Regions from separate parts of the Hordeum vulgare genome. Here region 2 is linked to region 1. Evidence: chromatin contacts called from public Hi-C data. All regions are on one chromosome and are shown on one strand. Each heading gives the region's core, a stretch centred on a gene start, on an enhancer-like site or on the middle of the called end of the contact. The rest is flanking DNA. Distances are from core to core; before and after follow the strand shown.

Region 1 (6,241 bases), core at 3,621-6,120:
ACTGAGACAACAACCACCCTCTTGACCCCTATTTAGTCGGGATACAAAGTTTGCAGTTTTATGTTTAATGGAGGACATGCAACTTATCACAACATATCCCCTCCCAGTCGTAGTTTTTGTCGTTTGTACCCGTCCAGTTTTAGTCGGGTTAAAATTCTTGCAGTTGCATGACTAGTGACGGACATGAAATTAGCCCCGACAACTCGCATCCCAAACCCAATTATAGTCACTTTATATCCATGCAATTGCAATCAGTCTACAATGCTTGAAGTTGAATGTCTAGTGGCACACATGCAACTAGCCCCGACAACTCCTTTCCAACCTCAAATGTAGTCGCTTTGTATCCGGTCAGTTGAAGTCAGTTACAATGCTTGCAGTTGCATATATAGTCATGAACACGCAACTAGCCATAGAACAACTCTCCCATCCCAAGTTGTAGTCGTTTTATGCCCATAGAACCGTAGTCGGGGTTCGATATTTGTAGTTACATGTCTAATGATAGACACGCAACTCACACATTTATGAGTGTTTACGTGATAAAAAAACATAAAATACTAAAACCGCACACTTGTGTTCCTCGTACAAACAGAAAATAAAAAATAAAAATAAATGAAACAAATTAAAGCTAAAAATAAAAAAAGTGTAATACGAAAAGAAAAGGTAGATATATTGGTGTTGCAACCGGTGAGGAGATGAACCAATGCAATTACACAAGGGATACGTCGACGCATGCGGTTGCACACGGGGCACACACATGAGGAAAGACTAAGGATTTAACAAAAATATAAATATAAACTCAGGTGTCATTGTATAAAAAAATGCAAAATATCAACCCCACCCCGCCCAATGAAACACCTTGAGGAAAAGTATAACTTGAGCCAACCAAAAATTTACACAGAGATAACACCAAATATACCAAAAAATACAAGAAAAAAATGAATACAATATAGAAAAATAGCAGAATAATGCAAGGAAAAAAGCATAAATAAAATGAAAAAAGGACGGACCAATGCAAGAAGTGACCAACAAAAGAGAAAAAAAATACCCACTTGGTTGTCATGGCTGGCGGATGTGTAACTCATTAAAATAATTTTGAAAGGACAAAATGTAACCATTATCCATCACTAGACTTTAGTTGCACGTCATGAGAGCATGCAACTTAAGTGACGTTTTACAAAAATAATGTGAATAGCAATACCTTCTCCAACCCAACAAAACAATTTAACATGGAATAACAAAAAATGTACAACTAGATAATGCCGAATATTCAAAAATGATATAATGCAACCCAATTTAGTTAAGCCAAAAAGCCAATAACAAAAAATGTTAAGAAAATCCAGTTAGAACACGAGTGGGCTGCATGCCAAACAACTACTCCCAAACGAGCATCGGTTGAGCACGTGAATGAGGTCAAAGTAAATCTCAGCAATCCCGTAAAACGAAATCGAGCTTAGGAGGTGTTTGTTTCAGCAATTTTCGTCTGTCACCTGTTTACACCGTAAACAGATCTCGTTACGTGTGTTTGGTGACAACCCTTTATAATCAAGTCACACTATAATCAGGTCCAGGTTAGCTATCGATCGATACCCCTAAGCCCCATCGGTAAATGTTTCCTTCTCACTCTCTCCATCTCTCCTCTCACCTCGAGCCCTCCTCCTGCCTCCCGACTACCTCCTTCCCTCGATCTGCCGTCGTCGCCTCCCTCCGAGTCCAGCAGCGCCACCTCCCCTGACCCGCTTTGAGTCCAGCGTTGCTGCCTCCCCTCAGTCCTCTCTTGATCCAATCGCCGTAACGACCTCGCAACATCAGTTGCCGGGAACGACCACACCAGCCGCCGACGACGAGGAGGAGGATGGACCGTTGAAGCCGCCGACGTGGAGCATCAAGGCCCATCTCCGTATTGATCTCTTCCTCCTACGTCAATCGTCTCCTGCAGATCTCAAGATTAGGGTCAATGGTCTATCTGTTCTTGATCTTTGAAGTCAGAAATATGTGCTCATTTTCTTTACACCATACCTGGCCAAACGGGCCGGCTCGACACGGCACGCCCCGGCCAGCCACAATCGTGCCAGGCACGGCACGACATGCCTGGGCCTGATTATTAAACAGGTTATGCCGTGCCGGCCCGCATGCCAGGCAACCAGGCCCAAACACGGTACGCTTTCTAATCAGGTCGGCCCGTCGGCACGCCAGGCCCGCTCGCCTGCTAGGATTTTAATATTTTAGGGCGCTATTTGGGTCGATTTTGGCCTGTTCGACTATTACTTGGGCCGGTTTTGACATTTTGGACTGTTTTTTGGGTTAATATTAACCTATTGGGCTTTATTTTTATCTCATATATAACTCTTCCTAATAATAAAGCACGGAGTGCTTCTGTCGTCGTGGTCGTTTTGCAGAAAACCCCCTGAAGTTTTCCGAAATCAACCCGTAGTCCAGATTTAAGTGAGAAACAAATCGTTTTTGTATTTTTACAGGAAACCCCTTGTAAATTTCTGAAATAAACCCGTAGTACATAATTAAGTGAGAGAACGAATCGTTTTCTGAAATTTTTGTAGAAACCTCCTTCAGTTTTCATAAAATAAACCCGCAGTACATACTTGAGTAAAAAAACCAAACATTTTCCATATGTTTTCGAAAACACCCCTATAGTTTTTAATTAATTAATCTGTAATTCAATTATAAGTGCAAAATACTTTAAAAATCATATATTTTAAACAGTAACTCCAATTTTACATTATTATATATGAAATTTTATTAGAAAAATATGTAGAATCTGAATATAATGTTAGTTCATCTATTTTATTTTTTAAAATTCTGTTTATAATGTAATTTTAATCAATAATGATGCGCATAATCTAAATATAATGTTGTTTTATCTATTTAACAAATTTAAAATTATATTTATGCTGTAATTTTAATCGATAGCGTATAATCCATTTTTTATAACGAGGTCGATCCATGTTGTTAATTAATCAGCGGTACAATTATAATTAACAAATACTTTAAAAAATTATATCTTTAAACTGTAACTTTAATTTTAAATTATAACATATGAACTTTCATTCAAAAAATGTATTGAATCGAAGTATAATGTATCTTACCTATTTAATTTTAAAATTTTCTATTTATAATGTAATTTGAATCTATAGTGATGCGGAAAATCTAAATATGATGTTATTTTACTGATTTAACAATTTTTAGATTTTATTTATGCAGTGATTTTAAAAAAAGTCTCAAGTCATGATTATTAGGTTAAGTCGTGTTGTATGGTCTGATCCCGTTGCAACGCACGGGCTCTTTTTCTAGTAAAAAATAAAAATAAAAATAAAAAACGTTAAACGGGCTGTGCCGTGCCGGCCCGCCTGCCCCGCCTCCAGGTCCAGGCACGGCCCGTTTAAGTCCTGTCGGGCCCGGCCCGTGTCGGGCCTGGCCTGCGGGCAGTTGGGCCGCCCCGTTTGACCAGATCTGCTTTACACTATACGTGGCCAGATAGGTCATGCCTCACGGGGCCGGGCCGACTGCCCGCAGGCCAGGCACGACACGGGCCGGGCCCGACACGACTTAAACGGGTCGTGCCAGACAGACGGCACGCCTCGGGCCGTGCTTGAGCCTGAAGGCTGGGCACGCGGGCCGGCACGGCATGACCCGTTTTAACGTTTTTATTTTTATTATATATATATATATTTGAGATAAAAATAAAGCTCATTAGGTTAATATTAACCAAAAAACAACCTAAAATATCAAAATCGGTCTAAATAATAGCCAAACTAAACGAAATCAACCCGAATTGCGGTCTAAATTATTAAAATCCTAGCAGGCTAGCGGGCCTGGCGTGTCAACGGACCGGCTCAATTAAAGGACGTACCATGCTTGGGTCTGGCTACCTGACACGCGGGCCGGCACAGCACGGCCCGTTTAATAATCAGGCTCAGGCATGCCGTGCCGTGCCTGACACGATTGTAGCGGGCCGGCCCGTTTGGCCAGGTATGCTTTACACACCCGAACCAAACAAAATTTGTTTTTTCCAGTCTGGAGCCATTACACCCGAAGGGTCGCGGCTATCGGCCTCGCGCCGTCCCGCAGATGGGGAACCCGCCGCGCGCCCCCAGCCCAGCCACCGTCCCCCAAATCCGGAACCCGACGCGCGCCCCTGCCCTCGCCGCCGTCACGCAGGTCGGGAACCCGCCGCGCGCCCTCGCCCCCGCCGCCGCCCCCCAGATCAGGAACCCGCCGCGCGCCCCCACCCCCGCCGCCGTCCCCCAGATGGGGAACCCGCCGCGCGCCCCCGTCCCCCAGATCGGGAACCCGCAGCCGCCGCCGCGCGCCTCCGCCCACCAGTTGGGGAACTCGTCGCCGCCGGTCGCGTCAGGAAGCAATCCGCTGCCACCTCCGCCTATGGCGTATCAGGCTCGAGCAGGCGGCAACCGGCCGCTGCCCCCCATGCCGCGGCTCGCCTCAGGAAGCAACCGGCCGCCAGGGCATACGGCATATCAGGCTCCAGCAGGCAGCAACCGGCACCTGGCGGCCCCCGTGCTGCGGCTCTCCGCAGGAAGCAACCAGGCGCGAGCGTATCAGCCTCGCGTGGCCCCGCCCGCCGTCGTCAACACGCGGCCGGCCGCCCCAATGAGTCACGTTCTGTCTGCGGCCGGTGCTCTCGGGGGCGGCTCCCATGGCGGCGTTCCCCTGCCCGCCCCCGGCAACATCATGGCGGCTGGAGCCCCAACCAACAGTCAGGCCGCGCTCACAAGCAGTTCATCTGGTAGCAACAAAAAAACAAAGAACTGCAACAAGTGCCAAGACCCAGGTCACATCAGAGCAGATTGCCCAAGGCTACCGTGTTTACGCTGCTCAGGAACGAGACACACACGGGGCAGCTGCACGACACCCGCCGGGCCAGTGTGCTTCAAGTGTTGCGAGCTCGGTCACTACTGGAAGGATTGTCTTAGTCTTGTTTTTGGTCCGCGATGTACGACATGCGGCGGGGCCGGCCATGGCGATCCAAACAACCCGAATCACAGTCTCAACTGTGCCAGCCCCCAGATACTTTTGGTATGCACGTCGTGTCCCAACGGTGGACACCGGCCACGGGACTGTCCAACAAAGCCTGCTGAGTATGCCGGGTGGAGAGGTTTCGGTGTCTGTCAAAACTGCCGAAAATCTGGGCATGTGTTTGCTGATTGTCCGTCTTTACGTTAGATTATACTCCTACTTTACTTGTTGTCGCTATTTCTAGTATCCTATTGTGTATGTTTATATTTGAGTCCCTGTCCACTAAACTATTAGTTCTGGCATTGCATTTGGCAAGAAAAAATTTAAAGGATTGGTTTATTTATTATTGCTTCTCATTAACTCTATCCGTTTATAAATATAAGTCTTTTTTAGAAATTTCAATAAAGGACTACATACGAAATAAAATGAGTGAATCTATACTTTAAAGTATATCTATATACATTCATATATAGTAGTTTCTTGTTGAAATCTTTTAAAAAAGAATTAAGAGCGGACAGTAATAACGAAGTAATGTGCTATGAATTTGGCTAAGCTAGTTACTGCTACTTCCTCCGTTTCGATGCATTAGACATCTAATGAAAATCTGATTTTCCCAAAACCAAGTCGAGCAATCTTAATTGTTTGCTTGTTTTGTGAATAGCAATTGATGACTCGCGTTGATGGCTGGGCCAATGCATGCACTTTTTGCTTGGTGCTCGTTCGGCAATCTTCGCAGAAAAAAAAGGTGTTTGATTGATCAATCTAGAATATAATATCTTAGAGTATTTATATCTGGAACTTACAAATCTGGTCCCTCAAACGTCCGGTGACACGATCGGTCAACCTACTTTTTCATCCGCACCTTTCATATTTTTTATTTGCACATAATTGGTGGAGAAGAAGAGAGAGAAAGAAATGAATGAGTAAAGAAAAAGAAATTGTGGTCCGGGATGAGGTCGTGTCCTACGTGTCGGACTGATCGACGCGTTCGGGTGCGTCCGCGAACCCTCATATCGTCCTCGTATTTGAGATGGATATGAAAGGTGTCGGTCAGTCCGGACGTTTGAGATGGATATGAAGGATTCGACCTGGACGATTTTTTGTGACCGGGCGGGCTGCCCGGACGTTTGAGACAGGCTTGAGGGGTCTCTTAGAGTCCTGCACGGGGGTGGTGATATCTCGTGAGACTACTCACAATGGAGAGTAATAAAGAGTAGTAACATACATATGTTATTAGTCTAAGTTACTACCT
Region 2 (6,534 bases), core at 2,873-5,372, 390 kb before region 1:
CCATTTTACTTAAATCTAAATTACTTGTGCATGCATATATGCTATGAAAAGTGGCAAAAATAGATATATGGGCCTTCAATGGCTACGATTTTACCAGCACCAAGAATTTGTAGTGCAAAACTTGCAAAAAATTGTTAATATCAACCGGCATCACATGATAATGTAATATGATGCACCATAAGTAGTCAACTCTAATGCTAGTAAAGTTGTAAATCGTTATGCATATGGCATGTTAGTCTTTGAGTCAACATTCTATTCTGTGAAATGCACGGAACATGTTTTTTAGAAGACGTGCAAAACATGTTATGTCAATTTTCTTTAATGGATTTATGTTATTTTTGTCTGGATAAGCCAAGTTGACCACTTAATTTTTTATTGACCTTAAATCAATTTTAAATTTGTCAGATCTAACCCGAGTTCTTCATGTTACAGATTAAGAAAACTGCAGAAAATATTGATGAGGCTGCAAAAGAACTTCCAGATGCTAATTTGGTAAGATAAAATCATTATTCCAACACTTCATCAAACTAGTATATTTCTAATGATCAAACAAGTACATGTGTGGAGTTCTGACAGTCATCCATTCTTTTCAGAGGCCGGAGGACTTATGGGCCAACCACTCAAAAGTAGTTTTGCCAAAGCCACATATGAAGGATTCTGCATCATGGAGAGCTATCCAAAAAGTATGATATAGTTTTACCAAACCGCTTTTTGCATGTCATTTTAAAGTCACTGGATGAAACTAGCATTATATAAAGAAACTAGAGATTTGGGTGCCTCTCATTTTGTTCATGGAAATATATACCTAGTTCCACCCATGCATTCTGCTGAAGAATTCAGTCCATTACAGAACAGTGATTATATGTGTAACGTAGGAGTATTCTATATTGTCAAAACCAGGGGATCGTTGGAGACGTACATTTGGCATTTTTGTGATGATCGTGTTGCTTCTTTTGTAGGTTCGTGAGGGTGGAGAAAACATTGATCTGAAACATTTCAGGCCTGTAAAACCTTTGGGGTCTGGTGACACTGGAAGGTAAATCTTATCATACTTTGTTTGAAACAGAATTAACTTAAGTCTTAGCACTGTTTGAGTTATGTTGCCATCAGAAGTTTCAAATAGTAAACTATGTACATTATTGTTGAAATTGTAGTGTGCACTTGGTGGAGCTGCTAAAGACAGGTGAATACTTTGCCATGAAAGCGATGGATAAAAATGTCATGCTTAACCGCAATAAGGTTTGATTTTTTTTCACCTTTTGAAATGATAACAACATTAATTATCATAGGAAAATGGGTTTCACTTATATGGTTCTAATTATGGCCATTGTTTCATGTTTCTGATAACTATAATGCCTCTAGGTCCATAGGGCTACTGCTGAACGACAAATCCTTGATATGTTGGACCATCCATTCCTTCCAACATTGTATGCATCATTTCAGGTTTGTTCATCAATATAAGGAAGCAAATTTATTATAGATCACATTGTACTTGTTCATGTGTAATCATCTTGATGAGTAAGCTTGTCTAATTCCTAGAACAATTTAACATAGGTCCAAGTTTGAATATAAATTTTTAAGCTCATTTGAGAAGAAACACACTAGGTCCAAGTTTTTTACTTTGTTTAAATCCTACCATAGAAGACCTGGTTCGCAATCCAATGGCCTTCAATCATGTTTGGGAGAGAGGGCAGGAATGGGGTTAGAAAGAGGTTGCTTTCATTGACACCATGACTTCTCATGTTCCACCAGAGAGTGACATTTTATTTCTGCTCAAATGTTGCAGACGAAGACACATATATGTCTTATTACAGATTACTACCCTGGTGGGGAGCTCTTTCTGCTCCTAGATAGGCAACCTCAGAAGGTTTTACGGGAAGATGCAGTCAGGTCATAACTGAAACTGTTTATTATTCTTAGATCTGGTGTGGTGATTTGTGACATAAGATACTGATCACAGTCGCAGGCGTGTCACTTCATTGTTTTGGGGTTTTATCCACTCTAGATGTTGTACAAGAGGCACTATTTAACATTTTTCATTATTGAGACAGGTTCTATGCAGCTGAAGTTGTCATTGCACTTGAATACTTGCATTGTCAAGGTATAACCCCCCCCCCCCTCCCAATACACCAATAAAAGTCCCTTAGATTGTGTTACATCACAGCATTATTAATGGCGATTATGTTCACCTTTCAAATGCATACGCCTTCAGTAAGGATTTAGCCCGTGCAGCATGTTTTCTATAAGGCCTTAAAAGCAATATTTCCTTACCCAAATAAAAAAAGGGCTGGCCACAATACAGTTTAGATTTGTACTGCTTATAAGGTGTCATGTTTACTCTTGTTTAATATTATTTATATCCTCAGGTATAATCTACCGAGATTTGAAGCCAGAGAATATCTTACTTCATAGAGACGGGCACATATCCCTGACAGACTTTGATTTGTCTTGCCTGACATCTTGCAGACCGCAGGTAAAAGGACACTAAATTTAATTTGAAGTTAACTTAATTTTGAAGCTCTTTCTCTTTGAATAAAATCACAAAACATGCATGTACTTTTTATGTATTGCTGGCCCTTAAAAGGGAAGGTCGACTTCAGTATATTCATCGGTTATGTGAGGTGAAGTAATTGCATTTTCCTGTTTTGGTAGGTCTTTCTTCCAGAAGAAGCTAATAAGAAAAGTAGGAGGAAAAGCAGGAGTTCACCCATATTTTTTGCGGAACCGATGCGAGCATCCAATTCATTTGTTGGTACAGAAGAGTACATTGCACCTGTATGTATTTTATCTTGGTTTTTTTGTTTATTCTGCACCATTTTTGCTACATCTCCGTTATTTTTTTGTGCATAATGTAGAGTATTTGATTCTTATACTGGTCCTTGTGTTGCAGGAGATTATTACCGGAGCTGGCCATACAAGTGCTGTTGATTGGTGGGCGCTAGGTACATAGCTCTTCCACCAAATATGCAGTTTCTTTGGGACTTTCTTTGTGCATATGTTATACGGTAATTCTAATGAAGTCATTTGGTTCTCCAGGGATTCTTCTGTATGAAATGCTGTATGGTTACACACCCTTCAGAGGTAAAACCAGGCAAAGGACATTTGCCAACATCCTACACAAGGACATCAGATTCCCCGCAAGTATATCGGTACGGTAATTAAGAAAGCGGCTAGCATATATTCCTATATCTTCTGAACAGAATTTTGGCTGACATGGAAAGTTCACTCGGTTGCCCGTGGGTGCTGTGCGGATGAGCAGGTGAGCCTCCCAGCTAGGCAGCTGATCTACAGGTTGCTGCACAGGGATCCCGCGAATAGAATGGGATCGTATGAGGGGTCGAACGAGATAAAACAACACCCGTTCTTCCGCGGCATCAACTGGGCTCTTGTGCGCGGCACGGTAATGAATACTCACTCCATTATTATTATGCCTAGCTAGCAATACCAACCATTTGTGATCTTTCTCCTAAAGATGAAATGGGACACGGGTTTCTTATGCCTGTTTGATAGAAGAAAACCAAAACCGAAATTTGTTCAGAGTCTTAGGCCCTGTTTGGAACCATAATAGATTATAATAATCTGAATTATGAACATAGATTATATAATCTAGTTTATAAAAATAATCCAGGTGGACATGTTTGGAGGCCAGATTATATAAACTGTAAACCAGCTTATAAATTGTACAATGACATATTTGCCATCACTTTACAAGGAAAAATAGAAAAGTGGCGGTGGCACTGTGTAATTCTCTTGAAGTTTACAAGGATAACACGTCATTTGTAATCCATAATCTCATTTTAGCTGGGGTAGAGGAGATTATGAGATTATAATAATCTGGTCATCTAGTTTATAAAATCTACAATATAAACTGTCCTGTTTGAAAATACAATAGATTATAAAAACCAGATTATATAATCTTGGTGGTTCCAAACAGGGCCTTAGTTGTTAGCTAGCAAAATAATGGGTGTGTGACTAATTTATTTTGTGTGAAATTGGCGTGGTGCAGGCTCCTCCGAAGCTGGACGCTCCACTGTTTTCCAAGGACGTGGGCAAGGGAATGGGCGATGCTGCCGCCGCCGATAATGGCACCGACATGTTCTGAACGAAGAAGGTGGATGGAAAGACATGCCAAAGATGTAGTATCTCGGCCGTGCTCGCTCAATCATGGGTCGTGTGTTGTTGGTTGTTGCTGGCTGTTTTCTTTTTCTGTTCGTACTCGTAGTTAGGACGGTAGGAGATGGAATAAGCGCTGGAGTTGTTGAGCGCAGTGGAGTAATCTTGTATCGGGATCATATTAAATAAGCAATTAAGATGCATCGTCTTCCAAAATTACCAGCAGGAGATGCTGGAGCGGCAACGGAGGCCCCAAAAAATGCTAAATATATAAAGACTTATAAAGGGTTACAAGCTGATTAATTTTGTTTCGCGCAGCCCCGCTCGGCGTTTGGGCCGGCCCAATTTCGCAATTTCTTTTTGTTAAAGATCAAATAATGTTGCTACAATTCCGGATCGAACCCACGAGATCACGCTTCGCAAAAAGCACAATGACCACCAGGCCATCGCAATGATTTAGTTCTTCGTTTCCTCCCTTTAATTTTCTTTTTCATGGCTGTTTCGGTTCACTACTGTTTTTGGCGTTTTATTCTGTTTTTCTTGTCTTTTTCTTTGTTTCTCAAATGCACGGATTATTTTTTTCAAATTATTTGAACTTTTTTCTGTTTTATAAACTCTATTAAAAATTCAATGAATTGTTTTCGAAATTCGATGAAAACAATTCGATGAACTTTATTCAAACTGATGAACTCTTTTCAAATTTGTGAACTTTTTTTCTAATGCGTGACCTTTTCTAAACTTTGATGAATTTTTTTTCGAATTCAATGAACTTTTTTATGAATTGATGAACTCTTTTTAAATTTAATGATTTTTTTATAATTTAATGAACTTTTTTAAAATTTGATGAACTTTTTTTAGCTTTTGAAGTATTTTTCAAATCGGTGAACTTTTTTTAATCTATTTTCTAGAAGTCAACGGTCAAATGGTTTCACCAATCAACAGTATTACACATTTAACCGAGCAATCCAGCGCAAGGAAACGAAAACGAACGAAGTTGCTTGTTGGGCCGGCCCACAAGCTCGAAGTTGTGAGCGCGAGTTTACCTAATTGGCGCCTGCAACGCCAATTAGGAGCTCCCGCCATGTGGTCCTGGCCAGTGGCAAATCTAGAAACAAATAGAGGGGGTTGGGTTGTCTGGGTCGTGTAAATATGTGTTGGGGTGGGCTAACACGTGACTTGATTAGCCTTTGAAACTACTAGTAAAAAAATTTATAGGGCTGGAAATATGGGGGAACGTCGCATGGGAAACAAAAAAAAATTCTACGCGCACACAAGATCTACCCATGGTGATGACCATCTACGAAAGGGGGGAGTGCATCTACATACCCTAGTAGATTGCTAAGCGGAAGTGTATATAACGCGGTTGATGTAGTGGTACGTCTTCGCGATCCAATCACGATCCGTCCCACGAACTCCCGATCGAGCGCCGAATGGACGGCACCACCGCGTTCACACGTAAAGCTTGATGACGTCTCTGCCTCCTCGATCCAGCGAGCGAGGGCAGAGTAGTAGATGAGTTCTTCAGCAACACGAAGGCGTGGTGGCGGTGGTGGTGGTGCTATCCCGACAAGGCTAGGCCTAGCATTACCGAAACCGCGAATGGAGGAGAAAACGATCTAGGGAGAGAGAGGGGCGCCAAGGGCTTCGTGTGTCCTCTTGGGGCGCCCCCTCCTCTCTATATATAGGTGGAAGGGCATGGGGAACAGCCCCTCCAAGCCCTAGGGCGCATCCAAGGGGAGAGGAGGTGGAATCCTAGTCCCCTTCCTTCCCTTCCATACAAAGGTGAACTTTCCACCTTTCCAACTGCATGGGCCTTGAGGGACTTGTGCGCTTGGCCCAATAAGGCCACGACGTCTCCCCTCAGCCCATGCAAACCCTTGGGACGTGGTGGAACCCTTGGTGGACTTCCGGACTCCCCCGGAAGTTTTCGGAACCTTCTAGAAGCTTCCTGGTACTTTACCGGAAAAAACGATTTCCGGTAGCCAAAATATGACTTCACATACATAAATCTTTACCTCTGAACCATTATGGAGCTCCTCGTGATGTCTGGGATGTCATCCGGGACTCTAAGAAACTTTCGGTTACTATCACACATAACTCATTAATACCAAATCGTCACCAAACCTTAAGTGTGCAGACCCTGCGGGTTCGAGAACTATGCAGACATGTCCGAGACACTCTCTGGCCAATAACCAATGGCGGGACATACATGTCCATATGGGCTCCTATATATTATATGAAGATCTTTATCGGTCGAACCACAATGTCAAGGATTCAATTAATCTCGTATACTATTCCCTTTGTCTATCGGTATGTTACTTGCCCGAGATTCGATCGCCCGTATCTCTATACCTAGTTCAATCTCGTTATCGGCAAGTCTCTTTACTCGATTCGTAATACAAGATCCCGTGGCTAACTCTT

What was found. Hi-C and Micro-C count contacts between places; a contact is called where the count stands out from the background.
Region 2: a contact with region 1 is called in a Hi-C map of seedling, with 7 times the contacts expected there. The contact joins two enhancer-like sites. A contact is called at or near these places in 1 of 6 Hi-C or Micro-C datasets (seedling) and 1 of 1 datasets of contacts at active chromatin or transcription factors (embryo).

The regions. Positions count from the first base shown.
Region 1 is chr5H:339,992,585-339,998,825 of MorexV3_pseudomolecules_assembly, reverse strand. No RefSeq gene overlaps it. Among protein-coding and RNA genes, the nearest start is that of LOC123395382, 150 kb to the right of the region's middle. Within about 2 kb of position 4,870, at least 3 of the 3 cell types and tissues checked have open chromatin away from gene starts, as enhancers often do. A contact at or near this core is called in seedling, where this site is marked.
Region 2 is chr5H:340,385,844-340,392,377 of MorexV3_pseudomolecules_assembly, reverse strand. It overlaps LOC123453041 (phototropin-1A), which reads left to right. Exons shown (of 23, transcript XM_045129803.1): 11 at 433-492; 12 at 594-683; 13 at 960-1,036; 14 at 1,155-1,239; 15 at 1,363-1,443; 16 at 1,787-1,890; 17 at 2,052-2,101; 18 at 2,367-2,473; 19 at 2,653-2,775; 20 at 2,891-2,942; 21 at 3,037-3,149; 22 at 3,260-3,400; 23 at 4,007-4,329. The coding sequence ends at 4,102. Among protein-coding and RNA genes, the nearest start is that of LOC123453041, 8.0 kb to the left of the region's middle. Within about 2 kb of position 4,122, at least 3 of the 3 cell types and tissues checked have open chromatin away from gene starts, as enhancers often do. A contact at or near this core is called in seedling, where this site is marked.